Linked DNA regions of Mus musculus: all the other regions are linked to region 1. Evidence: chromatin contacts called from public HiChIP or PLAC-seq and promoter capture Hi-C data. All regions are on one chromosome and are shown on one strand. Each heading gives the region's core, a stretch centred on a gene start, on an enhancer-like site or on the middle of the called end of the contact. The rest is flanking DNA. Distances are from core to core; before and after follow the strand shown. Region 1 holds the start of Klhl24 (kelch-like 24). Region 2 overlaps Lamp3 (lysosomal-associated membrane protein 3). Region 3 holds the start of Lamp3 (lysosomal-associated membrane protein 3). Region 4 has its middle 20 kb from the start of Eif2b5. Region 5 has its middle 3.5 kb from the start of Gm41432. Region 6 holds the start of B3gnt5 (UDP-GlcNAc:betaGal beta-1,3-N-acetylglucosaminyltransferase 5). Region 7 has its middle 50 kb from the start of A930003A15Rik.

Region 1 (4,229 bases), core at 1,217-3,716:
CACCACTTCCAATGCCAGCTTCTTAGTAAGCTCAAACAGCACAAAACAATTAACCAGGGTTCCATCGTAGCAGTGCACAGGCTGGGCATAGACTCATAATCCTAGTACTCAAAGTGCAGGAGGAGCTGAGAGTTCCACATCTTCATGTGAAGGCTGCTAGCAGAATACTGACTTCCAGGAAGCTAAGATGAGGGTCTTAAGCCCACACCCACAGTGACACACCTACCCCAACAAGGCCACGCCTCCTAAGGACAAGCATATACAAACCATCACACCATACCTCCCTTCCCATAGAAAGGGTGACCTCATGACCTTATATGATCCAAGTCACATAAGCCCTATTCTTCTGTCTTGTTCGTAGAGCATAGACCACATATCAACTAAGCCAGCTTCCTTACAATGTAATATGCTCCTTCGCTCAGAAATCTTTAAGAATAGACGGGGGCTGGAGAGATGGCTCAGCGGTTAAGAGCACTGACTGCTCTTCTGAAGGACCTGAGTTCAAATCCCAGCAACCACATGGTGGCTCACAACCATCCGTAACAAGATCTGGCACCCTCTTCTGGAGTGTCTGAAGACAGCTACAGTGTATTTAAAGCATACAATAAATAAGTAAATCTTTAAAAACAAAAACAAACAAAAAAAGAATATTTGTTAAAAAAAAAAAAAGAATAGACACCTTGCTTTTTACTTTGAGTGAAACTAAGTTTCTCACTTTGGGCCCTACTGTACTGCTTGCTGAAGCATTAATAAAATGCTTGCCTGAAAAACGAATAAGTTCAAACATATCTCTCTCTCTCTCTCTCTCCCTCTCTCTCTCTCTCTCAAATCTCCCTCCAAAAAATAAAAAATAAAATAAAATAAAATAAAATAAAAATTCTATCACTAATGAATTAGAGGTCAGCCTCAGAAACATTAAGACGCTGTTTTGCAACCTAAATAAAGGATCTGGAGCAATGACCCCATTGTTAAAAACACTGACTGCTTTATGAGAGAGGATGAAGCCTAGAATTCCAGCATCCCTACATGGTAGCTCACACTCTCTGAAACCAACTCCAGTGCTGGGGAATCTGGTGCCTTCTTCTGGCCTCCATGGGCATTGCATGCAGGCACATGGTACACAGACGCAGACAAAACATATTTAAATTTTAAATTTTTAAATAAATAGAGCTGAAGAAATGACTTAATGGCTAAGAGCACTTATTGCTCTATCTGGATTTCAGCTCCCAGCACCTGCAGCTCCAGGGGGACCCAATGACTCTGATCTTTACCAGCACTCAGATAGCCAATACAGACACACACAAAGAATTAATAATAATAATAATAATAATAATAATAATAATAATAGACAATTTAAAAAGAATTCTAGATAGTTTTCCTTCAAGTTATGTATCTTGTTTAAATCAATTTGTGGAGAAGAGAGGGGAAGAGAAGGAAGGAGGAGGAAAAGAGGGGAGGAGGGGAAAAGGACGAGGGAAGGAAGGAGAGAATATGAAAATAAATCTTCTTGCTTTGACAAGAGAAAACCAAAGAAAGGACTCTCTAAGCTGATAGCACCAACTGGTCAAGCCAGAGTGGCAAGCAGTTTTACTGCAGGCCTAGCCATAAATCTTAGAAAAGTCAAAGAAAGGTCCCCCCCACTCCACCCCCCACCCCCGCGCCCCAGGAAGTACTCAGTAGGCTTTTTTTAAGTTAATAGAACATGAAAAGGAGACCTAAAAGCTTATCAAATGGCCTGCCTGTCAACTCTGCTCCTCTCTCTCTACCTTGTGGCAACACATCTAATTTTAACGGAGGCAAGGCTGTCTTAATGAAGTGCAGAAGGAAGAAGTACGTAACTTTTGTCAGAAGCCAGAACTATCCAAACATTTTCAAGAGCAGAGGACGGCCATCCTTGAAAAGGAATCTCCTAGAAACAAAACATCTTGAAGAAGATTCCATGTGCCTCGGAAAATAAAGGTTTGTTACAATTTTTGTTCAACTCCTGCATCTGATTAAGACAAAAATTAAATTAAATTTAAAAAGTAACTGAGGCTCTGATAGCGACCTTGACAGATTTACAAAGAAAGCGTCCTCTGCAATTATGACCAGGCTTCTAGTACACTCCACCTCTCAGGCCCTCTGATTTCCCAAGTGTGTTAGAACATGGTAATTAAAACAAGCCTTATTCCAAGCTCTAAGGTTGGCTAAGTCCTGGTCTTGTGCTTTGGCTTTGGGATGTAAAGGGCTCTTTGAAAACAATCAACATACCACTTCTGTCTTGATCAAGATGCATTCCTTTAATCTTATTCTACCTTAAATAAATGTTTGGAATTAGCAGCCCGGGGTTGGGTTTCCGCCCTCTAGCGGAACCCAGATGGCCTGAGAGCCCACCGGCAGTAAAAACTACGTCTCCCAGAATGCTCCGGGAAGGCGGATGCCTCCCCCCCATTGGCCAAGGGTGGGTGACGCTAAGTGTTTTGGCTCGACGGTCACATGTTTCCTTTGTTGTGAGCAGTGGCAGAGACTGGCGGTGGCTCGAGGAGACGCCGGCGCAGCAGGGACGGGGGTCGCCGCTCGTGCCGCTTCCAGCCTGCGCCGAGAGGTACCAGGGTGGCCGCTCCAAGCGGCATGCGACCGCGGCGCTGATCCCCGGCACCGGCGGGAGGGAGGCGAGGTCCCTGGCTGCCAGAAGCCCGATGCGGCCTCGGGCGTGGGGACAGGGCAGGGACGAGCCCCGCGGCAGCAATACACTTAGGGTGGAAGCGGCCGGAGTGTTTCGGCCTCGGACCTGGAGTTTCCGTGGGGTGACCGTGAGTGCTGTCGCCTAGCACGGATAAGGATCGGGGTGCTGGGGCCATAGCAGCCAGCAGCACAGTTGCGAAACATGCGGGGCGTGGTCACCTGACCGTTACCCGCCCCCGCGAAGCCTTTGTTTACCGGGAGCGCGGCCTCGGGCCGTCCCGGGGGAGCCCCCACCCGGCTGCCCGCTTCCTTCTCAGGGCCCTCTGCTTCTTAATTTAGTTCCCAATGTTCCCGCCCCCAAGCCCTGGGCACCCGAGGCGAAGATCGTTCGGGCGGCCGGGATTGGGCGCTGCAGGCGGGCCGGGCCGGCGAGTTCCGAATTTTTATTGGCAGGGGGTGGTAGGTGGGTGGCCCGTGCCAGGCAGTCCCGCCCTCGCCTGAAGGTGACCTGGAGGACGCGGGCGCCGAGGGAGGGGAGCAGCGGGGCGGTGGGTAGGAAGGGGGCGTGCCCTGCAGAGGCCAGGGGGTGGGGGCTAACCCGTAGCTCCTGGCGTAGGACAGCGCGCAGCTCTGCGAAGTTGCCCTTGCCTGCTCTGTCCAGCCTTAGGTAGTAAAGGATGACCCACAAGGCCACATTTGAGAAGCTTCAATATCAGCTCTAGCGGATTTTAATCATGTCAATTTTTTTTTCTGTTAGTGTTCTCAGCTGACACCTGGCACAACCACCAGATGGTTGATGGTTGATAATGGTTTGGTGTTTTGTTTTTCTTTATTAGGATTTAATATGTATCCCTTGCCACTAAAAATATAAACGGTGGCTTTTACCTTTAAAAAAAAAGATATTTTGAGGTTATTCACCTAAAAGTTTTTTGGTTTTGGATTTTTGAATGAGCTTTCTTAGTTTTCCCTTTTTGGGGCACACAATTTCGTGTATTAATCTCCCAGGTAATTGAGAAGTTTCTGATAAGTGAGTTGAAGGTGTGTTTGGAAAACTGTACATTAAGATAACCGAAAGCCCAGTCATTTCCAGACGGAGGATATTAAAGGTGGTTTTCCAAATCTCTTAAACTTATGGTGCAGCTAGGTTTTGTCATTTTATCTCAGAAAAGTTGAGTTTCTTCAGTAAAGCAGGTATAATATACTTAATAAAGCAGCCTTAATATACTTTTTAAAGATTTATTCTGTGTGGGTGTTTGACCAGCATGTACCCACCCACCTGTGTTCGGTGCCAACGAAGGCCAGAAGAGGGCGTCAGATCTCCTGGAACTGGAGTTCTAGATGGTTCAAGTTGTCAGCTGCCTTGTGAGTGCTGGAAACCAAACCTGGGTCCTCTGCAAGAGCACTGCTAAACCATCCTTCCAGCCCCTCTTAATATTAAAAATCCAAGTACTGATGCCTGTTAGAATAAGAAGTTGTCTGATCAGGACACATAGTCACTCGTATACTAAGGTTATTCAGATCTTAACATATACAAATGCAACCCAGTATACTTTAATAAGAACTAC
Region 2 (4,229 bases), core at 954-3,453, 430 kb before region 1:
TTCTGTGTTGTCTAAGGAATGGCCTATCATAGTTATTGATCTAAAAGATTGCTTTTTCACACTTCCTCTAAATAAATATGATAAAGAGAACTTTGATTTCTCAATACCTACCTTTAATAGAAGTTGTCGAATAAAAAGATATCATTGGAAAGTTCTACCATAAGGAATGTTAAATAGCCCCATCTTTTGTCAATATTTTGTACAACAGCTATTGGAGATGATTCATAACAGTTTCCTCAATCCATTATTTAATCATTATATGAATGATATTCTATTGGCTGCTTCATATATGAATATCCTAAAAGAAATAGTTGATGATGTTAAAAAAAAAAACTTGCTTTGCTGGGGATGGCCAATCACCCCTGAAAAAGTACAGAGAGGGGATTCTATTAATTATCTACAATATAGAATAAGTCTATGAAGGGTTAGACCACAAAAAGTACAAAACAGAAGAAACCAATTAAAGAATCAATGAATTTCAGAAGCTAATAAGAGATATTAAAAGGCTATGGCCTACAACTGGCTTGTCTACTCAGTCAAGGCTGAGAAAGAGTTAGCTCTAGTAGAAGGGAAATTACAAGATAAACATCTAGATTATATGTATTCAAACATGGACTGCATCTTAGTTATCTTTCCTTCTACTCATTCACCTACAGGAATTCTTATGCAGAGGAATATTACACCTTAGAATGGATATTTTTAGAACATAAACAGAGTAAGAAATTAAAAGCCTACATAGAATAAGTTTCTGAATTGATACTAAAAGGAAAAGAGGGATGTTGACAATTAGTTGGGATGAATCAGCTGAAGTTGTGGTACCTTTTACTAATGCAGAGATTGCCTTTGTATGGGCACAAGATGAACATTGGCAAAGAGCAGACGGTATTACTTAGGAGAGATTAAGAACAAATACCCCATTTAAAAAAAGAAGAAAGGGGAGATTAAAAAAAGAACAAATACCCTAAAAGCAAGCTACTTCAATTTGTAAAAAGGAACTAATTGGATTTTCCCTCTTATAATAAAAAGAACTCCAATTTCTGGAACCTCAACATTTTATACTGATGCTAATAAATTAAAAAAGGGAAGATACAGTTCAAAAGATGTAAATAAAGTGGTTGAGGGTCCCTATAAGTAGGATTCAAAAAATCTGAATTATATGCAATGCTTATGGTTATCAGATTTTCAAGAGTCTCTTAATATAGTAACTAACTCTCAATATGCAGAAAGGGTTGTTTTACACATAAAATCAGGATGATTCTGAACTGAATCCACTATTTACTCAGCTACAACTAATGATCAGAATTAGGAGTCATCCACTATATATAACACATAAGATCCCATACAGGTCTGCCAGGTCCTCTGGCATAAGGTAATAATGGAATTGAAAGGATGTGTGCTACAGGCTTTGGAACTCCATTTAAAAAATGTTAACAGTAAAGGTTTAAAGAAAGAATTCTCTATCATCCTGCAGCAAGCCAAGGAAATTGTGAAGCAATGTCCTACTTGCTCATTTTATAATCAAACTCCATTACCCACAGAAAGTAACCCTAAAGGTACCCAAAGAAATGAAATTTGTCAAATGGATATGTCCCACTTTACAGAATTCAATAAACTGAAATGTGTCCATCATACTATAGAAACATATTCAGTATTTCAATAGGCCACTGCCTTAGCTTCAAAAAAAGCTGATTCTGTAAGTATGCATTTGTTAAACATTATGGCCATTACAGGTATACCCATTATAAATTAAAACAGACAGTGAGCCTGCATATGTCTCTAATAAGATGAAGCATTTTTTTACATATACTGCAGGACAAGTTCCCATCTGGTTTGTAAAATAAACTTCAATTGGTTGTTCCTCAAGATGGCTGGTAGCATCATAAGTAAACACCTCCACTCTGTTCTGTAGAGCTTTACAAGGGTCCTTGACACTTCATATCTGGGAGTCTAGAAAAATAAGTGTTTGACGTAGGAACAAGGGGACCACATCTCTCTAAGCCAGATGTGTGCTATTACCTATAAGTCACTTAGAAGAAACCTAGACCCTGCAGGATCTCTTAAATCTTCCATATGCTTCACTCAACCCCTTAGGAATGTGGAAAGAACTAAGACACCTCCAAAAAGGGCAAGTGCATTTCATAAGTAAGCAAAAACCACAGTTGTTGCCAAGATTGCATAAGCTTCCTGTTTAAACTAATGAGTGTAAAAAGAGAAACTGTAGAAATTTTTCCTTCTTTGATCTCCTCCTCATCAAGAGCACTGTTCCCATGGCCCTTGTACCTTTTTCTTTAAATTTCATTCACACAATAGCTTTCTCCTTTTAAAGTGACCGTTATTCATAAAATATAGCATTTAAAGAATGGCATATATCTTTCCACTTGAGCATCACAAAAAAATTTGTTTTAATTACAAAATCTAGGAATATAGACTTGAGCTAAGGCAGTAACCAAATGGGAAACTTTTGGGTGATAGAACGGTAGGAGTTTGTGAGAGTTCAATGAGAAGGTGAATAGCAAAAAGAATGAAAGAATGTTGGTCTCTTCCTTAGGGTTTCTTTAACTATTAATTATTCCTTCCTTAGAAAAACAAAGAAAAGAGCTTTTATGCATTTGCTTGTGAGCATTCATAATGGTAACCAGACATGAGACAGGTCTTGTTTGCTAGATCTATCCCTTTCCTTCTTCACATAATTTTTTTTTTTTTTTTTTTTGCAGTTAGACAGTCAACTGTGTGCCTCATTCTGAAATCCCATGATTAATGTTAGAGGATATTTTGCAAGAAGTAAATATTTTCTAGAAGTTAGACACACTAAGATCAGTTTTTGACAGCTTAACTGTGGTGATACTAATATTAACCCTATGATGAAGACAAAAGGCAAATGCAGAAACTCTAAGACAGAAAGAAACCCTTCAAAAACACAGGATCCAAGCAAACAACAGCTGAACTCTTAATTTGATAAATGAAAAGGAAGGTTTTTTCCCTAGGCACATCTTTAGTTATATAATGGAACCCAAAGTAAAATAAGATTCATGTTAGAAGTTCACATGAAGCCTCTAAACATGTTTGAAAAGTACTTATAATGTTTTTGAGTTCTTATAAGAAAGATATTTTAGGTGATGTATATGACTATTCTGGTCAAACATAGAAGACTGAATAACACTGCTTTCTAAACATAGAAAAGGTGGTTGTGGTGGTTTGAATAATAATGGCTCCTGTGGGCTCATCTATTTGAATGCTTACTCATCAGGGAGTGGCACTATTGAGAAGGATTAAGAGGATGAAAAGGTGTGGCCTTGTAGTACATGTGGCCTTGTTTCAAGAAGAATATCACTAGGAGTAGACTTTGGCCTTCAAAACTCTGTGCCAGACCAGGTTCTCTCTGTTTTCTCTCTAATATCTATGGATATGGATATAAAGCTCTCAGTTCCAGAGCCATGACACCCTATATGCCACATGCTCCTTACTACAATGATAATAAACTAACCCTATGAAACTCTTGAATGCCCCCTTTTATGAATTGCTATGGTTATGGTATTTCTTCATAGCAAAAGAACAGTGACTAAGACAAAGGCTTTTCTAAAAAGTGACCTACCTAGCCCTGGCCTTCATCTAAAGCTAGTTTCACCTTGGAAAGTTCCAGACAAGCTCTGTGCTGTAGTTCAAATTCAAAGAAAAAGTCAGATGCATGTAAACTAAACTGGCTCGGAGACAATGTCCAATGATGCCTTATATTCCAGAAAAGTGACTCTGACAGAACTTAACTTCATTCTTGAATGTGGACAGAGCACATCTTGCTTTTCCCTCTCTACAAATGGGAAGAATCTATTAAAAGTCTTTTTTAAATCTCTTACTGAAGATGTTTAAAATGTCCTCTGAACATGCTGGAATTGTTTAGTCTTCAGCATTTATGAGAGGAGTGCACAATGTTTCCCCTCTTTTCTTGGTGTACGTGCATGTGTATGTGTGTGGGTGTATGCATGTGTGCCTCTGTGTGTGTGTGTGTGTGTTTGTGTGTGTGTGTGTATATTTGTGTGTGTGTGTGTGTGTATTTGTGTGTGTGTGTGTGTGTGTATTTGTGTGTGTGTGTGTGTGTGTGTGTGTGTGTGTGTGTGTGTGTGTGTGTGCGTTTAAATGAGTGAGTCAGATGAAGAGTCATCCTACTGGGGTAAGTTGGCAGGCACAGGTGGAGTTATATATATGGTTTTTACATGTAAGCATAGGGTGAGTAC
Region 3 (4,229 bases), core at 687-3,186, 390 kb before region 1:
TTTAATTATATTTTGTTATATTTTTATGAATGAATGAATGAATGAATGAATGAATGAATGAAAACCTGGCCACTATGATAAAGGTTAACAACTGTATTGTTATACCTTCTGGGAAAGTCAGTTTTCTCCAATAGAGTGACACTGAATATTTCAACCATTTTAGGATAGGCTTCATGTTCAGGCGTAGTTGACCGACATATGGATTCCACAGTTTTTAGTGTATTTATGTTTGGTTACAGTTTGGTGGGGGTGCTGACTTTTCACTGTTTTGGGGTCTTGAGGGCTGAGGTTTTACTTTGTTTACTTGATTGGAGGTTGTTGTGTTGGGTTTTGATGGATTTTTCTTTTAGAAAGGACTTAAAATTGTTTGGGTAGGGAGGGGGAAAGGATCTGGAATGTCTTGAGAGGTGGGAGGAATATAATTAAAATACGTTTAAGTTTAAAACTTCTTTTAAATAATGAAAATATAATAAAAAAGAAGAAAAAGTGATGCCACCTAATCTCAGAAGAAGAAAATGTTCATTTCTCATATGTAAGTACTAGCCAATAAACAATTGTGTGTGTTTAGTGTATCACTTAGGAAAGAACATGAAATTATAATAACAAAGACAAAATGCTTACTAATGTATTAAACACACACACACGTAAATATTCAAAGTCCTGCCTCTTCTTCCTTAGCAATGAAAGTTTAATAAGCTAAGCCTGTGTTTTTTGTAGTAAGGAGCCTTTAATCCTACTTTTACTTCTAGAGGGATGAGAGTCTGTGCATAGGCAGCAATTTTTACTTTTTCTTCTAGCTTAAAACATTAAGTTGTGGGAAGTTATTCCCACAGTGTTAGTTAGTGGATCCAAAGCTAAGCTAACACGACCATTGTACTACATTGCCAAATTAAGTCTTTTTTTTGTGTGTGTGTACTTCGGAGAGCATGAAATTATAATTCTGAAAGCATGGCACAAACAAAAACTACTTGGATTAAGGCAGCTATCATGACCGCACAGCTTCCTTAAGATTCATGTAACAACTGAGGCCACAGTGTCCTCCACTCCATGTAAGCAGTGGAGTGTAGACTAAGTCAGTGATCTCACAAGCTAAATTCAGTAGTTGTAGGAGGAACTGGAAATTTTTTGATACACTTGCTAGTAGAACAGAACAAGAACCTGATAGAACTCATTATCTTTCGCACAAAATACTCTAGTGAGATTAGGTACTTAAATAGCCATTTAAAGCTTGGCTCCCAAGGCTACTTCTCTGACTTGATGTGCAATAGCACTATCTTAATAACATTTTTGATGCCTCAGTTTACACCTTTGTGAAGTGGTAGAACTGATCAGATGACTTTTGATATATCTTCACATGTCACTATTTATATAAATAAACAACATATTTAAGATAAACAGAGGACGGAGTATGAAACCAGCTACAGCTCCAATTCCTAAGCTCTAGCCTAGTTCTCTTAAATCAACGTGATTTTTATAAACTCACATTGATATGGTATCTGTACTAATATAGGTGTCATAGGCAATGTCTTCTGGTATCGATTCCTATTCTAACTCACAGAAATTCCACTCAAACCATAAAGGCCCATGGAAAAAAATAGGTCTGCCCCACCTATGTAAGATAACAGATTTTAAATGTTCTCACACTAAATACCTGTAGTAGCAGAAACAGCATCTATAGCCCTATAGCCCTCCCTGCTTCACCTTTGGTCCAGGACACCTACATGCATTTAGATTTAAGAGAAATGGATAAAGAATGGCCACCACAGCAAATGGGGTGTGTCACTTACCAGTCAGGGACAGGAAGAGTACAGCTACTGCAGAGATCTGCCCAGGCATGGCAGGTAAGATTATTCTACCACTGTTGTGTGCTTGAGTCTTCTGTAGGAATGGACTCAGTTTCAGAGCAGATCCACAGAACACCAAGGAACACCAAGCTCATCCACTTATGGCAGGGAAACTGATCTCACATCATGAGAGGTAGCTAATAGAGCCAAGCTTTGTTCTGTACCTCATAGTGAGAAAGTAAACACTTACCTCTTCCTGGAGTGTTTGAAAGAGATGAAAGTGTGGGTGGGGGCTAGTTAGGGTGAAGGGAAACAGAAATTATTTTTCCAGGAATGGTGGCAAATCTGGGGCATCTCCTTCCCTTATGAGATGGGTCTCCACTTTTTTTTTAACTAGATGTTTTCTTTATTTACATTTCAAATGTTATCCCCTTTCCTAGTTTGCCCTCCGAAAATCCCCTATCCCTTCCCCCCTTTCCCTGCTCCCCAAATCACCCACTCCCATTCCCAGTCCTGGCATTCCCCTATACTGGGGCATAGAACCTTCGCAGGACCAAGGGCCTCTCCTCCCATTGATGACCAACTAGGCCATCCTCTGCTATATATACAGCTAGAGCTACAAGTTTCACTATGTGTTTTCTTTGATTGGTGATTTAGTTCCAAGGAGCTCTGGGGGGTACTGGTTAGTTCATATTGATGTTCCTTCTATGGGGCTTCAAGACCCCTTCAGTTCCCTGGGTACTTTCTCTAGCTCCTTCATTGGTGACCCTGTGCTCTGTTCAATGAATGGCTGTGAGCATCCACTTCTGCACTGGCAGAGCCCCTCAGGAGACAGCTATATCAGGCTCCTGTCAGCAGGCTCTTATTGGCATCTGCTATAGTGTCTGAGTTTGGTGGTTATTTATGGGGTGAATCCCCAAGTGGAGCAGTTTCAGGATGGTCGTTCCTTCAGTCTCTGCTCCAAACTTTGTCTCTGTAACTCCTTCCATGGGTGTTTTTTCCCCCTTCTAAGAAGGATTCTGAGCTTCTGGGCTAATATCCACTTATCAGTGAGTACATATCATGTGTTTTCTTTTGTGATTGGGTTACCTCACTCAAGATGATATCCACCAGATACATCCATTTGTCTAAGAATTTCATAAATTCATTGTTTTTAATAGCTGAGTAGTACCATATTGTATAAACGTACCACATTTTCTGTATCCATTCCTCTATTGAGGGACATCTGGGTTCTTTTCAGCTTCTGGCTATTATAAATAAAGCTGCTATGTCTCCTCTTTATGTAATAGCTTGAAACCATTTCTATAAACTTTTGCCAGCCAGTTTCTCAATCACAAAGTTGTGGAGTAGTTCTAGAGTACTTTCTGTGTGCAAGGCATGCCACTGTGATGTTCATTGTTTCCTCATTTTGGAGGGTGTGTGTGTGTGTGTGTGTGTGTGTGTGTGTGTGTACTACAGAATAATGATGAAAAGCCAAGAGGCCACAGCAGAGTTAAAGAAGTTCTGGGATTAAATATATTTTTCCATTTTAATCAGTTCTATATATGTGTTACTTTATAAATATACAGACATTTTGATATATCTTATATTAACTTCTAGTTTAACTTTATGGTTAAAACAGTTCTAGAACTTAAATCTTACAAATTTTTGAGACTTCTTTTCTGACCAAGACTGTGACTATATTCATTTTATAGATTCTTACAATGAAGTACCATGGATGAGGCAACTCAGATGCCAGAAATTTACTTTCCTAAAATTCAGATAGTCTAAAGTCTGAGATCAGTCTATCACTAGGCTTATTTCTTCTAAGTCTAGTAGACTGGAGGCTATGGTCATCCACTGTGCATGCCTGTGTTCTGCTCTCCAATTCTTATGCCTATGCTTACAGCCTCATTTTACTTTTCAAAGACTCCATCTCCAAATATAGTCACATTTCAAGACAAAGGAGTCTTTTACCAATTAATCTGTTGGTGGAGAGGAATGATACATTTCCCATAACAATGGGTTAACTTACTAAATTTTAGCTATGCATTTAAGAAGAATACATTACCACACTTGTGTTCAATTCCTGTAATAAACACCGTGGTCAACGCAACTAGAAGAGGAAAGGATTAATTTCAGCTGGTAACTCCCAGGTCACAGTTCACTCCTGATGAAAATTGACACAAACTCAAGTCAGGAACATGGAAGCAGAAACTACTTCCAGTAAGTATAGAAGAATGTTACTTACTGGCTTGCTCCAATGGCTTTCTCAGGTTGCTCTTTCATACAACTCAGAACAACCTGACCAGAAGTGGCACCACTTCCAGTATGCTGGTCCCTCCCACATTAACAGAGAAAACGCCCTACAAATCTGTTCACAGGCTAATTTTATGGAGACTGAAGACAGGTAGTTCTCTAGGAGTTCCCCAGGACTCTAGTACCAGATTAGGACTGCTAAGTCCT
Region 4 (4,229 bases), core at 1,035-3,534, 380 kb after region 1:
AAGACGTTTAATCTGTAGAAACAACCAGTATGTTGTGGGAGTCAACCATTTTTTGAAATGGGGACCCCAGACAAAGGCGTGAAGACCTTCTTGTAGGGAACTGGGGGAACTCTCTAGAAGGACTGGGTAATCTAAAACTTCACTGGTGGGTGCTAGGGAGTCATAGGGGGTCAGTGGCCCGCATTCCTATGTCATGAATGTTTAACCATAGGATGAGATAAGGCTGCCCAGCACAGTTGGCCCATTCTGAGATAAGATAGTTTCCCATTTTGTGATTATCCCCGGGCTGTTATTTGGGAGGGGGCTTTGTGATTTTGTTCTGAATTTTATGGTCTATCTCTGGAGCTGGTCTTTTATGGCCTAGTTTCTGGGACTTACGGTCTGTTCCTGGAGCTGGTGCCTTACGGCCATTTTTTTCTAAATCAGGCCTGGTCCTTAAATGGAGACAAATGGGGCTCTTGTTGTCCTTTCATGAGGCTTATGTTGTCCTTTCATGAGCATGTAAATGAACACTCCAGCACTGAGCTCTGGCTTGTTCAGCCCAGACAGGATCTGAGCTGCCACCTTCCAGTCTTTGCCTTCCAAGTACCTGACATTATTTGCTTGCCTTACAGGCCTGTTCAGGAATCTCTTTATCAGAGTGTGGAGGTTTAGCTCCTGACGTCAGGTCTGGGAATGGATCCAGGGCAGATCCAACTCTCCCCCTTTCAACTTGTTCATAACTTTAAACTTGAACACTTAGATGAGACTTAAGTGCTGTTCAGACCAAATTTCTACCCAAAGTATAACTCTTTCTGGGACAAAGAAAAACCCTCTAGAAATGGAGGCCACAAACCTCCTGGGGAAGCTTAACAAGGTGGAAATTGCACCCCCCCCACACACACACACACACTAGGCAGACAGCTCTCTAGCTCGCTTTCTCTCTCTCTCTCTCTCTCTCACACACACACACACACACACACACACACACACATACACGGCAGATAGCCCCCCATACACACACACACTAGGCAAACAGCCCTTCCCCACTAGGCAGACAGCTCTCTAGCTTGCTCTCTCTCTCTCTCTCACACATACACGGAAGATAGCCCCCCCACACACACACACACTAGGCAAACAGCCCTTCCCCACTAGGCAGACAGCCCCACACACTCACACACACACACACACACAGGGACAGACATACACACACACTAGACAGACAGACAGACAGACACACACACACACACACACACACACACACACACACACACACACACACACGGCAGACAACCAGTATGGGGCATTCTTGGACCTCCAAGGTCTTATTTAAGATCTGCCTGGGATGTCACCTACTGTGACTTCAGTGGAGACAAATAAAGAGGATAAAATAGGCCTAAGACCTCAGGGGCAAAAATGAGGGTGTCTGGTCAGAAAATAAAGAAGGCACTGTGCTTGGTGATCTGATCGCTACTTTTCATGTTGCTGTAATTAAATACCCAACAAAAGTAACATAAGAGGGGGGTTGTTCCCACCCTGAGGGTACATCCATCACGGAGCAGAAGGCCTGGCAGTGGCAACAGTGGCAACGGCAGCTGTATATCAGCGCACTTTCTCCTTTTTATTCATTCTAAAACTCTAGCCCATGGAATCCAGGCAAAGAAAAGAAGAAGAAAAAAAGACGACCCTGCACAGAGCCTTTACCCTGGAGCGTGGCTCATTTTCCGTTGGTAGTAGTCAGAGGCAGGAAACTTCTAGCACTGTGGATGGACAACAGTGATGTCTACCCAGTCTGTGCTTATTTAGCGCCAGAATTGTATGGGACCTTCAGTTTTAACACTTCACTCAGATTCCTAAAGTAATTATCTGTGTCTACCTAGGCTCAGGACAACTTGTGACCTAGCGTGTAAACACTTCTCTCTGACCCATGAGTTTCTACAACACAATCAAGCCTTTCAATCTTGAGTAAAGCACACCCTCAGAGTAATGTAAAAAATGGAGGGAAGCAATTTAAAAATATTTTAAGACTTCCCTGAAATTTTTATACAGTGTATTTGATCATATTTATACCTTTCAACTTTTCTTGCCTCTGCCTTTACCTTCCTCCCTTACCCAACTTGTGCTCTTAGCTTTTTTAGTTCAAATTCCATTATTCAAATGGTTGGGTGTGGGGCCAGTCCTGGAAATTGGCCAACCTACCAGGAGTTACACCCTTAAAGAAAACTGATCCTCCCAGATCCAGCTGTCATCAAAAACAAATAGCTCCTCTGCTGGGGTTGGACTTCCGGCCAAGGTCCACCAGGAGATTCCTAACATTCCTTAGAGTTAAAATTTGGTTTTCCCACTCTGGTGCAGGCCTGTGGCCTTGGTCCTGCTGAGATGCTTAGAAGCTTTATTTAAAAAGTCTGGGTCCCCATGAAACCCTACAATACTCAGGCTTACCAGGACATTTGGTAGTGAAAGACCCACAACGTGAGGACTCCCCCATGTTCTGACTCAGGAGAGGCGACACCCCAAATCACTCATAAGAAATGGTCTTGCTGCAAACTGCAAGAGGATTTTTATTCAAGAGTGATCTCGGGGGCCCACGGTCATACACCATGCAGGGGTAGAGGACCGTGGCGCGCCAAGTAGCTGGGTAAGGGGGTATTTAAAGGAAGAAACCACAACTCAAGGAAGTGGGGAGGGCGTTGTTGGTTAAGAGTCCCAAGGAAGTGCAAAGTCACAAGAGTCACAAGGAATACCTGGTAATTGTGCAGGTTATCTCTCAAGACAGTTTCTAAGAGCCCCTAACAATAGCACATTTGCATAGCGGGTTCCAGCAGTGGTCAGGTTGACTTTCTTTGAATGAACACTCTTTGAACCCAGGAAGCGGGTGGGTGGATGAATGTCGCTATCTGTTTTATGATTAGCATACCTTGGAGCATTAGTCACAGAGGTCATATTCCCAAGCCTGGGCCTAAAGGCCTAGAATTTTGTTTTTACGTTATACTTTCAGTAGGAGTGGAGTTATTGACCCTCGTCATTTTTAAAATCAGGAGTGCTGATAAAAGATTAAAGCTTTGAAAGGTTCCAGTCCTCCCTGTACCTGCCTATGGCCGCCACTAGCTGCTCCCTGAGTCCACTCAGGGTGAATATGCCGGCTACACTTAAGCAAGCTTTGTTAAATGGGAACATGGAATGTCACTGTACATGCTTCTTGTAAAATTACCTAACAGTTGTGTCTCGGCAGCTAAGAGTTGTAGTAAATATTTAATCTCAAAGGGGGGTTCTACTCCACTTTGATCACTCTGTTCCCAGATAAAAAGCACACAACTTTTATTATGTATAATAAGCCTTTAAAGCACTAGAGATGGGCAGATATCCACCCTCTAAGATATTAGTGTCTACTTCCCTACAATTTATAACTAACCATGTTCCATCTGGGCTGCTCCTTTTTTTGTTTGTTTGTTAATTCATTTTCTTTTTTTTAAGATTTATTTTATTTATATGAGTACACTGTAGCTGTCTTCAGACACAGCAGAAGAGGGCATAGATCCCATTACAGATGGTTGCAAACCACCATGTGGTTGTTGGGAATTGAACTCAGGACCTTTGGAAGAGCAGTCAGTGCTCTTAACCACTGAGCCATCTGTCCAGCCCCTGGCCTGCTCTTAAATTCAATTGGCCAGCCGTCATTGCCTTGTTTTCATGGCAAACCTACTCCATGGTGTCTTCTTCTCTCCCCTCCCCCATCCTCTCTCTCTTCTGCATCTTTATTCAACCAATAGTTTTAATTTAAGAAGCAAGGTTACAACAGCATCACTTGGCTGTGTGAGGATTCTTTCATGCCTGAGGCAACCAGAGCCAGCCAGTATTTAGCATTACAATACATAGCAAAAGACCAAACCTCAACCTTTGAAGTTTTCACACAGGATCCGAGTTTAAAGTGCACTAGCTGTAACGCCAGATCTATGTAATCTGGTGCCCTCTTCTGGCCTGTAGAGACACTATAGTTATGTGCTGAACAGCGTACACATACTCAGGCCAAACACCTACACACATAAATAAATCTTTCTTTAAAACACCTAAAAGTGACTCAGCTCTGGGAAAACCATGTCCATGCTTGGGGATGTCTTGTCTTGGCGGGGCAGCTTGTTTTTTTCTAATATTCATATTTATACTGGATGCCATTGATAAACTTTGACTTTGCTTTACATGGGCTCTGATGACATTCTTTTCTATGGAAAGACCCAAGAGACCCTAAGGTT
Region 5 (4,229 bases), core at 918-3,417, 360 kb after region 1:
TTGGGTGATTCACAACTGTCTGTTTACTCCAGCACTACTGGATCAGAATTTATGGCCTCTATGCATTTATGGTATCTGAACCTGTAGCCTTCCCTCCCCCAGCCTTAATGGTTCCACTGTTTACATCTGGATGGAGCTTGCCCCTCAATCGTTCTGCCACGCCCACTGCTGGAACCTGCTGCTTTGCTGTTCTGGAGCCATACACGTGGTCACCCTGCTACTGGACTCCAGGATTATTTGGCGGGAATCGGCCCCCCCTTCCCCTCCTTCATAACTGCGTGTTGGAATAGTAAAATTGAGCTTTGATCAGAGTCCACTTTGACTTGGCTCCGTTCTTTCTTCCGTCTGTCTAGTTCCTCTCTTTCACCTCGAGCTGCCATCTCAGTTGTACCGTTCCTCGGGAGCTGCTGGTCGGCCTGCAACATGAACCAATATGTAAGCATATACACACACATACACATAAATAATTTTTAAGTATGAGAGAGAGAGAGAGAGAGAGAGAGAGAGAGAGAGAGAGAGAGAGAGAGAGAATGAATCCTCAGTCCAAAAGCTTAGGGTGCTTGGTGTAAACACATTTATTCTCTGAGTAAGGTTTCATCCCATGTGCTTGGTATTATCTCTATTCGAGTATCATACCAGTTAGTAAATTTAGCTTCAATAATTGTTGGAGGACAAACAACAAAGAATTTTTGTTTAGGTTAGAGTGTGCTCAGCTCTCAGTGAATAAGGTTAGGATTGGGAGAACAATAGGGTGGATAAGGATAAGGGCTAAGTACTCTATCAATGTTTATAAGAAAAAGATTGAAGTGGTTAAAGTAACTAGAAGTCTGGATACTTTAGGATCCACGGATGTTAGAAATTATTAGAGCTATGGGATATTATAGTTAAATGAAGAAGGGATAAGAATTTGAGAAAAAGGAAGAGATGAATAAGAAAGGAGAAGATAAAATGAGGCTGAACACTTAAGATACCTTCTGACTCACAGAGGATGTGGTATAGGGTCCTGATGGGTCAGACACAGATGAGACCCCAATGCCGAGAGAATGGACACAAACCTCATTCCTAACCCAGAAGCTAACTGTTCACAAAGGAAAAATTAGTTTTCTCTAATGGAGTCCCATTAGGTACACAAACTGCACTTAAGGGAAGTCCCAGCAGCAGATGGCCAACATAAAACAAACTTATTGGTATTTTTGGAGGTTCCTGGTCTCATAATGCTTTGTCTAGACTTCCTTACATGTCTTTTTCATATATATGATGGTTTCCAGTGTTGTGTTTTATAGGAGTTCTGTGAGTGTGAACATGTGTGTCTTTGTGTCTAAATGTGTTTCTTGTGTTTTTTCTTTGGCTCTTTTTCTTCTGTTTGTTTTTGCCCTATTCTGGTTTGTTTGTCAAGAGCCATCATAGGAGAAGCTAATAACTAACAGGTGATTTTCCTGAGATGAGTCCAACTTGGATTAGAATCCACAACAGATTTGCTCTGATAGGCAAGGCTCATGAGAAATTCATTTTAGGAAGGACTCCTGCTACTAATATGCTTCTCCTATTATTATTAAATATATAACTATCACTAAGTATTAGCCCACCCCTTTGAGCAGATCTTTACAGAACAATGAAGATATCTTGTAGTGGTGCTATATAGACAAATAGATAATAATTCTATAGAATTCCTGATTTGATTCAAATAATTTTAGGAAGGAAGTTTTTAGAGATGGACTTAGTTGCTAGAAAGATATAATAAAGTTAGAATCTAGAATAGAATGTGCCCACTCATCAGAATAGTAAGTAAAGGCTGCATAATAAGAAATACAATGAACTTTCATAATCACACTAAAAAGAGAAATAGTCTTTGGACAATTTTGTGTTCAAGGAAAAAACTTTTAGACCTAAGGATAAAGGTCACAAGTGTGCACTATGATAACGCACGGCCATGTAAAAACAGTTGCTTTGAACTTATAATGAGCATTGAACTTAATATCAACGTTCTTCTGTAACTCCCATTCTATGTAACATTTTATTGATGCCATAAATATTAAAAAAAAACAACCCGGCACGTACCCACACTTGTGCCTCTGCCCCAGAGGCACTGGCAGGCAATGGCCAGCCTGTTTTTATCTCATGGAGACTCTCTGGCCCGGAGCTCCGGAAAGGTCTCCACTCAACTTGCTAGGTACCCACTGACAGGTCACTACCACACCTCCCCCATGGCCTTTGTGGTGTACCTTAGGCAAACCCATGCTTTGCCATCCTACCTTTCTCTTTTGAACCCAAACAAGCCACCACATGAAGGAAAACGCAACACAAACTTAGTTCAGAAACGACGGTAACTCAATCTCTGGGCGCAACAACTAAATCCTAATCTTGTAAATCTTATTAAAATCTGATTCCTCCAGTGGCAAATCCTTGTGGATCAGCCATGATTCTGGGAAACTCTAGCAGCTACAACTTAGTCTCATGCCTTCCCCATTCCAAAAAGGCCTAACTTTCTCCTGCTTCCTCCTGCTAACCCAGAAGTCCCTCCTACTCGCCCAGTAATTGGCTCCTTTATTCATTAGGGGATTGGTTCACAAGAAGCCATCTGTGTACATGTGACTCACTCCTTGTCCAAAACCCCTCCCAGGAGAGTGGAATTAGCATACAAACAGCACCAGGCCCACCCACAACATTTTATCTCTGAGTTAATTATCTAAAGAAATATTTGTCTAAGAAGATTTAAGAAGGGCTGGTGAGATGGCTCAGCCGGTAAGAGCACCCAATTGCTCTTCTGAAGGAGTTTTTTTTTTTTTTTTTGTTTTGTTTTTTTGTTTTTTTGTTTTTTTTCAAGACAGGGTTTCTCTGTATTGCCCTGGCTGTCCTGGAACTCACTTTGTAGACCAGGCTGGCCTCGAACTCAGAACTCAAGAGATCCACCTGCCTCTGCCTCCCGAGTGCTGGGATTAAAGGCGTGCTGAAGGAGTTTAAATCCCAGCAACCACATGGTGGTTCACAACTATCCATAAGGAGATCTGATGCCCTCTTCTGGAGTGTCTGAAGACAGCTACAGTGTGCTTACATATAATAATATATATATATGTAATAGTACTATATAATATAATTATATATAGTTGTTATTATATATACATATAAAAATAAATTTTATATGTGTATATATGTATTATAATTATACATATATATGTATATACACATATATACATGTATGTATATGTATATACATATGTATATATGTGTGTATATATGTATTATAAATTTTATATATGTATATATGTGTGTGTGTATATATATATAAATAAATACATTTTATATGTGTGTATATACATATACATACACATATATATGTATTATACATTTTATATATGTATATATATATATGTGTGTGTGTATATATATATATACATATAAAAATAAATCTAAAAAAAAAGCCGGACGTGGTGGCGCACACCTTTAATCCCTGCACTCGGGAGGAAGAGGCAGATGGACTTCTGAGTTCCAGCACAGCCAGGGCTATACAGAGATACAGAGAAACCCTGTCTTGAAAAACTAAAAAAAAAAAAAAGTATAAGAAGACCACTGAAAAAAAATAAAGTGGTTGGTGGTTGGTTGAATGGTTTGGCTTAGAGAGGTTTGCCCCATTCATTCATCCATTCAAATGTATATATTTGTTTATATGTTTGTGTGTAACCATATGTGTATGTATGTAAGCATGCAGGCCCGGACACATATAGTGTTATATGTGTATGTAAGCATGCGTGAATACTTGTGACAGACTGTCAGGCCCGGACAGTGTGGGTATATGAATATTTGAATGTATATGTGTCTATACATATTTGCCTGTTGTATTAGGGTTCTCTAGAGTCACAGAACTTAAGGGTAGTCTCTATATAGTAAAGGAATTTGTTGATGACTTACAGTCTGAAGTCCAACTCCCAACAATGGTCAGCAGCAGCTGTGAATGAAAGTCCAAGGATCTAGCAGTTGCTCAGTCCCACACAGCAAGCAGCCAAAGGAGAGAGAGAGTCTTCCTTCTTCCAATGCCCTTATGTAGGTCTCCAGCAGAAGGTGTAGCCCAGATTAAGGTGTGTGCCACCACACCTTTAATCCCAGATGACCTTGAACTCCTGTCTTAATCTTCTGGAATTCAGAGCTACTATGCCTCAAGATCTCCATACCAAGATCCAGGTCAGAAACTTCTATCTCCCAGCCTCCAGATTAGGATCACTGGTGAGCCTTCC
Region 6 (4,229 bases), core at 791-3,290, 340 kb before region 1:
TGCTGGTCATTTTCAGAACACCGAGCCTGGAATATGTCTGGATTTATAATAGTGTCTGTATAGGGCCATAGCTGACAATCCAGAAAGCAAATTTAGCTGAACAAGTCAAGTCTGGCACCATGGTGGCAGAATTTCAGCATCACTGGCCTCTTCTCTGCTCAGCAGTGTGGAAAGTTCTCTTGCACTCAGGTTTTAGCATTCTTTCTACTCTCTAATTCATTCATATTTGTATCTCCTCCCCCTGCGTGCGCCATTCCCCATCCCCCATCTTATCTGTACTTTCTAACATGAAAATGTCAGCCCCTCTTACTTTTAAATTTAATAAGTTGATGTGACTTTTATTTTTCAGATATATTCTACAGTTCTCTTGTGCTCTGCAAAGCGCATTCCTAACAGTATGATTCAAAGATATTTGCATGGTATTCTAGGGTGCTACGCTCACAAGCAACTGCTGTGGATAGAATACACTGACCTCTTTCCTCCTGTTGTTATGATCTAATTTTACTCCCAGACCATCTCACAAGCTTCATGCAATCACTGGCAATGAAATCATACATTTCTCTATGGTACTGTGGATGAGGATCTGGATGGTCTAGGGAATCCTTCTAGATGAATGGGAGGACCTCCTTTGCCTGTCCCCTGGTGTGTGTGTCTGTGTCTGTGTCTGTGTGTGCGTGTGTGTGTGTGTGTGTGTGTGTGTGTGTGTGTGTGTAACATCATACATCATGGGCCTGTCATACATACATATATCTGTCTGGGCCCAGAGAGGTCATTCTGGGCCTCTTTGCCCTTCCTCATCTCTTAGCCTCAGGTTCTTTAACCATTACCCCTCCCACCCCAACTCTACAGCTCACTAATTTTTCTACTCTGGATTTTTAGTAGTAGTAGTAGTAGTAGTAGTAGTAGTAGTAGTAGTAGTAGCAGCAGCAGCAGCAGCAGCAGTATTATATGTATCCCTAGGCTAACCTGATACTCACTATGTGATCAAGGCTGCCTTTGAACTCATGAAAATCATTCTGAGTGCTGAGATTACAGGCATATGATACCATATGGGTTTACTTTTAAAATCATTAGTCCACATGTCTATTTGTATAGAGGTTGGAAAGGGGTGTGTGTGTGTGTGTGTGTGTGTGTGTGTGTATATTTTCTCATCAGTTCATATTTCCCATGTGCCTACCTATATAAACTGACACATGTAACTAGTTCCAAATGACCGAAAAGGAACAAAGTCCCACTTGAATATATGTATGTGAATACAAAATACACATGTGTTTTAGGGAGGACCATATAAAGGATTAGTCAGGATTTAAGAAGATAATTGGGGGGTGATTAACCCTGTAGGAACAATGAATGCTCCTCTTTATAGATCACTGTCAGACTCCATTAGGAGTCCCATTACATTAGTATTTCTGCTTGTGGTCTTCTGGACAGGTGAGTTAACAGCGAACCATGCCTTGTGTGAGTAACACATGAAAAGAATTTCAGGATTGGAAATACGCTGAAGGGCTTTTAAAATGCAGTTGCAAAATCTCCTAAAACTAGAGTTTGAAATAACAAGTGTGTTTTAAACTGATTCAGCAACTACTTTGAACTTACTGACTTTTACAATTACAAACCCATATTTGGACTTGACATTTTTGGATTTTTTTTCTTGTCCTGTTTTCAGTATGTATAACTACAAAACTGCTCAAAATAGGAGCTCTATTGAATGCTTCTATAAGGAAAAGTCTAGAACAGCATTTTTTTAAGCAAGCAATTAGCTACAAAAAAAAAAAAAAAAAAAGATTTATTTACTTGCTCCTTCAGCTGATGTCTACACTATCCTGATAATGTCTGGTTACAGGCCGAACAAGAACTTTCCTTTGGGCTCAGGTGCACATTTGGTCTTCTGAATCTATAGTTTAGTTATTAGCAAACAAGTGAGGCAATCGCTTCCTGGAGTCCTCACAGATAGCACTTTAGGGCGGGGCACGTCACCTTCACAGACCGGGGTAGGGGAGGGGCGGGGCTGAGCATTCCCGAGGAAGCCTGGAGTGGAGTGACCAAATAAGCAGCTGGAGGCTCCTGCGGCTGCGCCCCAGCCTGAGTGAGCCAAGACCCTTAATCAGGCCCGCCCCTCTCAGCCGGCTCTAGCCGGCTCCAGCGGGGTCTCTCTTGGAGCCCTGCCCTAGCTTCCTCGCTTACAACCGAAATTTAGTTTGCAACTTTTGTTCTTGAGACTTTTCCCCCAGGGCTTCTAGGAGGACAGCGGACCTCTGGGACATTTAAGGACTTGGGTTCCTCGGTGAGTTTTACAATGCTTGAAATTCCCTGGGTTGGAATGTAAATCAATGGGGAGGCTGAACACAGGGGAAGGGTCTGCTTTTAAAACGAACTGTTGCTGTGCAGTCATAAGGCGTGCAGTCTTCGCTTCAAATAAATGTGCGTTTCCTTTCTTTGTTACTTAGGCTCCCAGGAGCTCAAGTCCTAAGTGTCCTGACAGAAGACCGGCGGGCTCTTAGGGTTTGCTAGGAAACTACGAGACGATGGGAGAACCGCTGTCCACTCAAAACCTTCAGCTCGGAAATGACTAACTGAAACGTGGTTTGGATGAATGGGTCTCCAGTCTTAACCAACGCCGCTCCTGGATGAAAGGTCAGTCACTGCCCACCCAAAGTGCCCGCTGCATCCTACTGTGAGCCAAGGTCCCTCTGTCGGGGAGCGTGGCTTCGCAGTCTGCTTTAGACCGGGCACTCTCGAAGCCCCTGCAGAGTCTAAGTCTCTGGCTGGGCTAGCTTTGTGCCGGCTCTGAGGTTCTCCCCGAGGCTGCTAGCTGAGAGTCCCGGGACCCGCCCCACCTCTAGCTTCCCCTCCTCTAGCCCGGACCCGACCGGGAGGCGGGAAGGGGTGCAGAGGGTAGTCCACACGGGCGGCCCGGGGGCATCAGGGTGGAATGGTCAGGAAGACAGACGGCTCTTCGTTGCGAGCCGGGGCTTCCCGGTCCGGAGGTGCAGCGAAGAAGGGAGAGTTCCCTCGGCGAGCGCCTTTGTTCACTGCGGCCTGGTGGGCGCGAGCGCTGGGCGGCGACCACCCTAGGCCTAGCTGCCGCTTTTGTGCCGCAGGTACGATCCGACCCGCGGGGTCCAGAGCACCGGATTTACCCGGAATGCCAATGGGGAGAGGTGGCTGTGGTGTCGCGAAGCCAGGTCCAGCCTTGGCGCATCTTCAGTCTGGGTCCTGAGATTTATCAATGCTGGATTGAATTCGGGCTGACCGCCTAGGGTAGCTTGCACGTGAGGGAGCTGACCGGCTCTTTGGAATAGCTGCTAGCTGGAAAAGAAAAAAGAAAAGAAAACGGGAAAGCAGGCGGGTAGGAGAAATTGGGAAAAGATCTTTCTAATGAGAATCTCCTGTTTACTCCCATTTTCTTTAATATACTAGTAAAGTGATTGTTCAGATACCCGTAGATAAAAGTAACAGCTTTTGATTCACATTCTTTACAGCAGTAATGGTTTTCTTAGGTTATGGGTCATGTTACAGGGACACAGATGCCATCACAAGGTAGTCAGTGGTGGTAGAGCTAATTTTTAGGCTAACTTTCTGGTGAAAGTACATTCATTAAAATTAGATTTGCTCCTCTGTGCCTTTATTTTGGGAAACAGTCTGGTCCCCAGGGGCAGAGATGCCAGGAAGTGGTATATGAGAAAGTGAAACTGGCCCAGAAAAGTATGATTGAAGGTAGTGGTGCAGAAAATGACCCCACCCTTAACACTGAAAGGGTGATTTGTAAACAGTTGGTAAGTGTGGACTTCATCAAAAGGCAGCAGGGGATACAGGCTTGCAAGTCTGACTTTGGGTTCAATCTCTAGCACGAAGGAAAAGTTTGTCAAAAGAAATGTAGGGCATAGTGGTTTTGTTTTTGTTTTGTTGTGGTGGTTGTTGTCGTCGTTTTTGTTGTTGTTTGGATGAAAGATAAATTCAGTAACTAAAGGGTTTCCATCATATTCCTAAACCACTTTTCTTCTGTTGCGCTCTCTTTGCCTCTCCCCATCCTTGCCCTTTCCTCCCACTCCACCCCCACTTACATACCAAGCACTCAGCAAAGATGAGACTGACTGTGCACACCTGTAGATCTTCTGAGGAAGGGTTCCTTAGACATTTAAGATGATCTCCATGAGTGTTATGATGAGTACACTCTGAGACTGCAGCCCTTCCTGGGAGAAAAGTAACCCTATAGATCCTTATAATTG
Region 7 (4,229 bases), core at 516-3,015, 260 kb before region 1:
AATAGCTGAAATGTCACTTTTATCTTATTCCTGATTCAGCTTTTACTCACTATTAATAAGAATATTTACTTACTATTTAATGAGAATATTCAATAGAGAATCCTACACAACTTTGTTTAAAATGATATTTTTTAAAGCTTTAATTTTTCTTGGGTCATTATACTATCAGCAAATGTCCTAACAGGGGGAAGAAACATTGCTTTTCAATAGAGTTGAAATAATGTATATTCTTCACCTTCCACTTTCTGCTTTCCTCCTTCTCTTCCTTCTTTTTTTATACATAGTTTCCACTCCTATAGTCAATTTCATTCACTACTTATAAGCTTATATTAAGATTTCCTCAGCTACTCATAACCAATGATAGACTGCAGATAGAACTAAGAAACCATCAGGCATAATAATCATAATATCTGGCAAAATAGGTTTCAAAACAAACTGATCAGAAGAAATCAGGAAAGAAAAACTTCAAAATATAATATTACAGTCCTAAATGCATATGCTATTGCATCTAAAAATCACATATTAACCCAGACAGGAATGATAGTGGGTGATTTCAATATCCCACACAGAAGACTACACAAACTATTCAGACAAAAACTAAATAGAAAATCTCTGGAGTTAAATAAACCTAACATATATCTACAGACCATTCACCCAAATACTAAGAAGATCATGAAACTGTCTCCAAAATAAACCACACATTAGTACACAAATCAAGTCTTAACAATTATAGGAAAATTGAAATTACATCCTGCATCTGACCATCATGCAATAAAATTGAATATCAACAGCAAGATAAACAACAGAAAGTACGCAAATTCCTTGTTGTTGTTGCTGTTGCTGTTGTTGTTGAGTCTTTATGTGGTTTGACTATTAGAGTGATACTAACTTGATAGAAGTAGTTTGGGGGTACTCCGTTGTTTCTCTTTCTGATTTTGTTTTGTTTTGTTTGTTTGTTTGTTGCTTGTTTTTAATTTAAAAAGGGTTGGCTGGAGATGTTCTTTGAACATCTGGTAGAATTCTGATCCATCTGACGCTGAACTTTGCTAATTGGAAGGCATTTTATTATTATTTTTGTCTCCTCATTTATTTATTATGAGTCTATTTAGATTGTAAGTATCTTCTCGGTTTAATTTGGGGGACTTGCATGAATCTCGAAATTTATCCATTTCTCTTAGGTTTTTTGACATCATGAAATACATTCTTTCAAAGTATCCCCTTATACTATTCTGAAAAGGAGAAGCTAGGGGAAAGACTGACAAAATAGAGGACCCCAGAAACATAGACATGGTCACGATAAGGAACAAGAACATGCACAGTGGCTAAGAATGTTTGTGATGGTTTATCTTTGTTATCAACTTGATTTGACCTGGAGTCAACTAGAATACACACTTGCTGATGGGAGAGTGTTTCCCAGGAAAACTGAGGGCCGAGCTCTCCTCCAGCATGGCTAACACCTTCTGCTCTGGCTTACATATAAAGATTTCTGAGGAAAGAGCAGTACTGTGTTTCTCTTGCCTCCCTTTACTGTTGAGTCCAGCGTGGCTGTGTAAAGTGAGGTGTGACACAGGCCCTGGAACACCGCCAGGCCTTTGGTCCCCATAATCCCCACCTGAGCTAATGACTGCTGTTGGCCTAAAACTTACCTGCTCTCTCTTCTGTTTTACTTTCAATCTTTCTTTCTGGGGAATATACTTATTACTCAGATCTAACCACTCCATAATAAATGAAACAGATGTGGTTTCCAGAATGAGGAACAGAGGTGGTCATGAGGCTGTGGAGGATGAGGAACAGGCCTCTACTTGGGCCTTTAGGGCCATGGAAAAGGATTTAGATAACATAACTGCAGAGGCCATAAAAGCCTACATGGTCCTTTGTAGAAATAGTTCATTGCCAGACTTGGCCTTGGATTTGGAATGATAAGGAGATACATCTACCCTCCGCTCCAATGACTGCTGCATTAATTAGCCAGGGTGAACTTAGGGACATCAAGGATAGAGAATTAAAGTGGTCCCAAGGGAAAAAAGGCATGGATATATAAAATATAAGTGAATGATAGATGGGTTTATCATGTAGTAGAAAGGCTTGTAAATGATTTAGAAATAAATAGTATTAGAAGGAGAATATATGAGGCCATGGAACTACTAGAATAAGGAAATGAAGATTAGAGAATTAAAAGATGATGTAAAAAAGTTAGTACTTCGTTCTCCTAGTTATTTGAAGAATTGAAGATGATAATTAGAGAAAGATAACCACTTTGCCTACATAAATTTCAAAACTTTATGAAATCATTTCAACATTAGTATTCTGTCACCTTTCTATTCTTACATGAAAACGGTTATTAAAGGCTGCTGTCTGTTGTACCAGGAAACCACAAGAACTGTGCCAAGCTACCCATAGAGAACAAGCTGTTAAAAACCCATAAGGAAATATGCTTTTGCCTTGTGGTTAGTTTCTGCTCTAAGGAAATGGGGATGGGATTCTTGATCCAGGACTCATAGAATTTATGTAAATTTAAGAATTTTTGAAGATTATTAACAATGATCAAAGTCTTAATGATGTAATTCTTAAAAATAAAAGACTAGGTTCAGGTTCTCTGGTCAAGAAGGAGAATAAGGAAAAATGATGAGAATCTTCAGGGAACAAAGAGCATACCTGAACTGACAGCTTGCATCTACTGCTGACTCTAAGTCATTCTTGAAGCAGCATAGTTCCCATTCTCACCTTTCTCAAGACTCTTCCCAGCTGAAGCTGGATCTCAGTGATTCACTCCATGCTGGAGCCATTGTGCAGCTGCAATACCTCCCTCTGACATCAGAACCCAGCTTCTTCAGACTTCTGATAGGAGCTGAAGACCAGCCCTCTCTAGGAATCCTCCAGGCCTTCAGCATTGAACTAGAATGACTGATGCATAAAGCCTTGTGAACAGACTGCACACCATGGTTAGGTTATCCAGAACCTATCATATTAACCAATATAATAAATCACTCCTTTAATGTATATATTTATATGTGTGTAATGTGTATTTATATTTATCGATGTATTGTACCAGTATTGTTTCCGTAAAAAACCCTGACTAATTCAATGTTGGATAACTGGGTTTTAAACAGCAAACATTCTCAAGAATTCCAATTTCCCTGACCTTCTGCATCTTCATCTACATTAACTAAAGGGATATCAGAGATTCCCAGATCATTCACAATTGACTATATTTTTACCCATACTTAAGTTAACAGTCAAATAAACTCTTGCTATCTTTGTTAACTACATGGGCTGCAATATTAAATCCAGAATATCTGCTCAGTGAGTCATATCATAACCTCAGCCTGATACAGTTTTATATTCTCTGGTTCATTATCTCACACCCTTAAAATCTATTTGTGCATATAATTCCCAGACGTCTGCTTGACTGAAAACTCTTTAAGTCCCTTTAGTGGTATAGCATACCTCCTCAAGGACCACACTTCCTACTTTACCTCTATGGCTGATTCAGCCTTAACTCTAAAAGACAAAGATGAATAGGCACTGAGAGCCATCAGCATTGTTGCTGCATTATTTGCTATTTCATCCATGGTCATTCTACAAACAATATGGGTTCAATTCCCACTGGAGAGGGTGATACTGAAGGTTTGGGAGTAGGGATGCATTCTGGGATAAGGATGGAGATACTGCTTCCCAGACAAAATAATTCCACCAGAACCCAAACCTTCAATGTCCTTCCACCTCACGTGTATCCTCTCACACATCACAACCCCAAATTACAAGATCTCACTGTTTTCCAGTCCTTATCCTCACTTTAACTGCTTACAAGCTTCAAGGCTGGGACTTAGACTGTCAGTCAGTCAAACATATATTGAAGTTCTGCATTTGGGTTTCAACAAATGAACCCTGTGGCTGAGAGAGAAGATTCTCTTCCTAGGCATGTGTAGGAACTTTTAAATTGTTTATGTACACCTGGATCTGGGCCATTTTATCCCTGAATTCATCATTTTCCTTTATTAGTTCATTCAGGGTTCCAAAATACAACACCCAGAATTGGTTTTCCTTACTTTTCCAAAAATAATCAAAAGTTTTATATACAGTTCCCAAATTCCTTGTTTCTCACAAGAGGTGACAAGGAATATCAGTCACATATCTAGCATAGTTCTATAAGTAGTTCACACCATTGATTCCCAGATCTTTCCATGCTTCCAGGGGAGTCTAGAAACTGTGTGTTTAGTCAAGCTGGA

What was found. Promoter capture Hi-C pulls out the DNA fragments that hold promoters and counts their contacts. HiChIP or PLAC-seq counts read pairs in DNA pulled down with a chosen protein or histone mark.
Region 2: a promoter capture Hi-C map of the C10 cell line shows a contact between it and region 1, with 4 times the contacts expected there. The contact joins the enhancer-like site here to the promoter of Klhl24 in region 1. A contact is called at or near these places in 6 of 39 promoter capture datasets (the C10 cell line, the HPC-7 cell line, HPC-7-derived erythroid cells and 2 more), 1 of 15 datasets of contacts at CTCF or cohesin (large pre-B cells) and 5 of 115 datasets of contacts at active chromatin or transcription factors (bone marrow-derived macrophages, embryonic stem cells and large pre-B cells).
Region 3: a contact with region 1 is called in an H3K4me3 HiChIP or PLAC-seq map of bone marrow-derived macrophages, with 4 times the contacts expected there. The contact joins the promoter of Lamp3 here to the promoter of Klhl24 in region 1. A contact is called at or near these places in 22 of 39 promoter capture datasets (the 3T3-L1 cell line, 3T3-L1-derived adipocytes, the C10 cell line and 14 more) and 4 of 115 datasets of contacts at active chromatin or transcription factors (bone marrow-derived macrophages, embryonic stem cells and extraembryonic endoderm stem cells).
Region 4: an H3K27ac HiChIP or PLAC-seq map of extraembryonic endoderm stem cells shows a contact between it and region 1. The contact joins the enhancer-like site here to the promoter of Klhl24 in region 1. A contact is called at or near these places in 4 of 484 Hi-C or Micro-C datasets (the HL-1 cell line and embryonic stem cells) and 6 of 115 datasets of contacts at active chromatin or transcription factors (embryonic stem cells, extraembryonic endoderm stem cells and trophoblast stem cells).
Region 5: an RNA polymerase II HiChIP or PLAC-seq map of embryonic stem cells shows a contact between it and region 1, with 9 read pairs. The contact joins the enhancer-like site here to the promoter of Klhl24 in region 1. A contact is called at or near these places in 1 of 484 Hi-C or Micro-C datasets (embryonic stem cells), 3 of 115 datasets of contacts at active chromatin or transcription factors (embryonic stem cells, extraembryonic endoderm stem cells and pancreatic cancer cells) and 1 of 9 other capture datasets (adipose tissue).
Region 6: a contact with region 1 is called in an H3K27ac HiChIP or PLAC-seq map of cardiomyocytes, with 8 times the contacts expected there. The contact joins the promoter of B3gnt5 here to the promoter of Klhl24 in region 1. A contact is called at or near these places in 21 of 39 promoter capture datasets (3T3-L1-derived adipocytes, the C10 cell line, the HPC-7 cell line and 15 more), 1 of 15 datasets of contacts at CTCF or cohesin (the NIH/3T3 cell line), 10 of 484 Hi-C or Micro-C datasets (B cells, embryonic stem cells and nephron progenitors), 29 of 115 datasets of contacts at active chromatin or transcription factors (the 230-238 cell line, DN3 thymocytes, SST interneurons and 14 more) and 4 of 9 other capture datasets (adipose tissue, embryonic stem cells, liver and 1 more).
Region 7: an H3K4me3 HiChIP or PLAC-seq map of bone marrow-derived macrophages shows a contact between it and region 1, with 4 times the contacts expected there. The contact joins the enhancer-like site here to the promoter of Klhl24 in region 1. A contact is called at or near these places in 9 of 39 promoter capture datasets (3T3-L1-derived adipocytes, the C10 cell line, the HPC-7 cell line and 5 more), 9 of 484 Hi-C or Micro-C datasets (the CH12 cell line, the HPC-7 cell line, LSK cells and 5 more), 8 of 115 datasets of contacts at active chromatin or transcription factors (the 230-238 cell line, DN3 thymocytes, the SCID.adh cell line and 3 more) and 4 of 9 other capture datasets (adipose tissue, liver, macrophages and 1 more).

What each region holds. Positions count from the first base shown.
Region 1 is chr16:20,095,088-20,099,316 of GRCm38.p6, forward strand. Klhl24 (kelch-like 24) reads left to right here and starts at 2,467. Exons shown (of 8, transcript NM_029436.3): 1 at 2,467-2,584.
Region 2 is chr16:19,669,023-19,673,251 of GRCm38.p6, forward strand. All of the region lies in intron 5 of Lamp3 (lysosomal-associated membrane protein 3), which reads right to left. Among named protein-coding and RNA genes, the nearest start is that of Lamp3, 35 kb to the right of the region's middle. Within about 2 kb of position 2,204, at least 10 of the 459 cell types and tissues checked have an H3K27ac peak or open chromatin away from gene starts, as enhancers often do.
Region 3 is chr16:19,704,429-19,708,657 of GRCm38.p6, forward strand. It overlaps Lamp3 (lysosomal-associated membrane protein 3), which reads right to left and starts at 1,937. Exons shown (of 6, transcript NM_177356.3): 1 at 1,788-1,937. The coding sequence starts at 1,836.
Region 4 is chr16:20,476,452-20,480,680 of GRCm38.p6, forward strand. No RefSeq gene overlaps it. Among named protein-coding and RNA genes, the nearest start is that of Eif2b5, 20 kb to the right of the region's middle. Within about 2 kb of position 2,285, at least 74 of the 459 cell types and tissues checked have an H3K27ac peak or open chromatin away from gene starts, as enhancers often do. A contact at or near this core is called in the HL-1 cell line, embryonic stem cells, extraembryonic endoderm stem cells and 1 more, where this site is marked.
Region 5 is chr16:20,451,899-20,456,127 of GRCm38.p6, forward strand. No RefSeq gene overlaps it. Among named protein-coding and RNA genes, the nearest start is that of Gm41432, 3.5 kb to the right of the region's middle. Within about 2 kb of position 2,168, at least 18 of the 459 cell types and tissues checked have an H3K27ac peak or open chromatin away from gene starts, as enhancers often do. A contact at or near this core is called in embryonic stem cells, where this site is marked.
Region 6 is chr16:19,758,194-19,762,422 of GRCm38.p6, forward strand. It overlaps B3gnt5 (UDP-GlcNAc:betaGal beta-1,3-N-acetylglucosaminyltransferase 5), which reads left to right and starts at 2,041. Exons shown (of 4, transcript NM_054052.3): 1 at 2,041-2,284; 2 at 2,448-2,634.
Region 7 is chr16:19,832,571-19,836,799 of GRCm38.p6, forward strand. No RefSeq gene overlaps it. Among named protein-coding and RNA genes, the nearest start is that of A930003A15Rik, 50 kb to the right of the region's middle. Within about 2 kb of position 1,766, at least 30 of the 459 cell types and tissues checked have an H3K27ac peak or open chromatin away from gene starts, as enhancers often do. A contact at or near this core is called in the 230-238 cell line, the HPC-7 cell line, acute myeloid leukemia and 5 more, where this site is marked.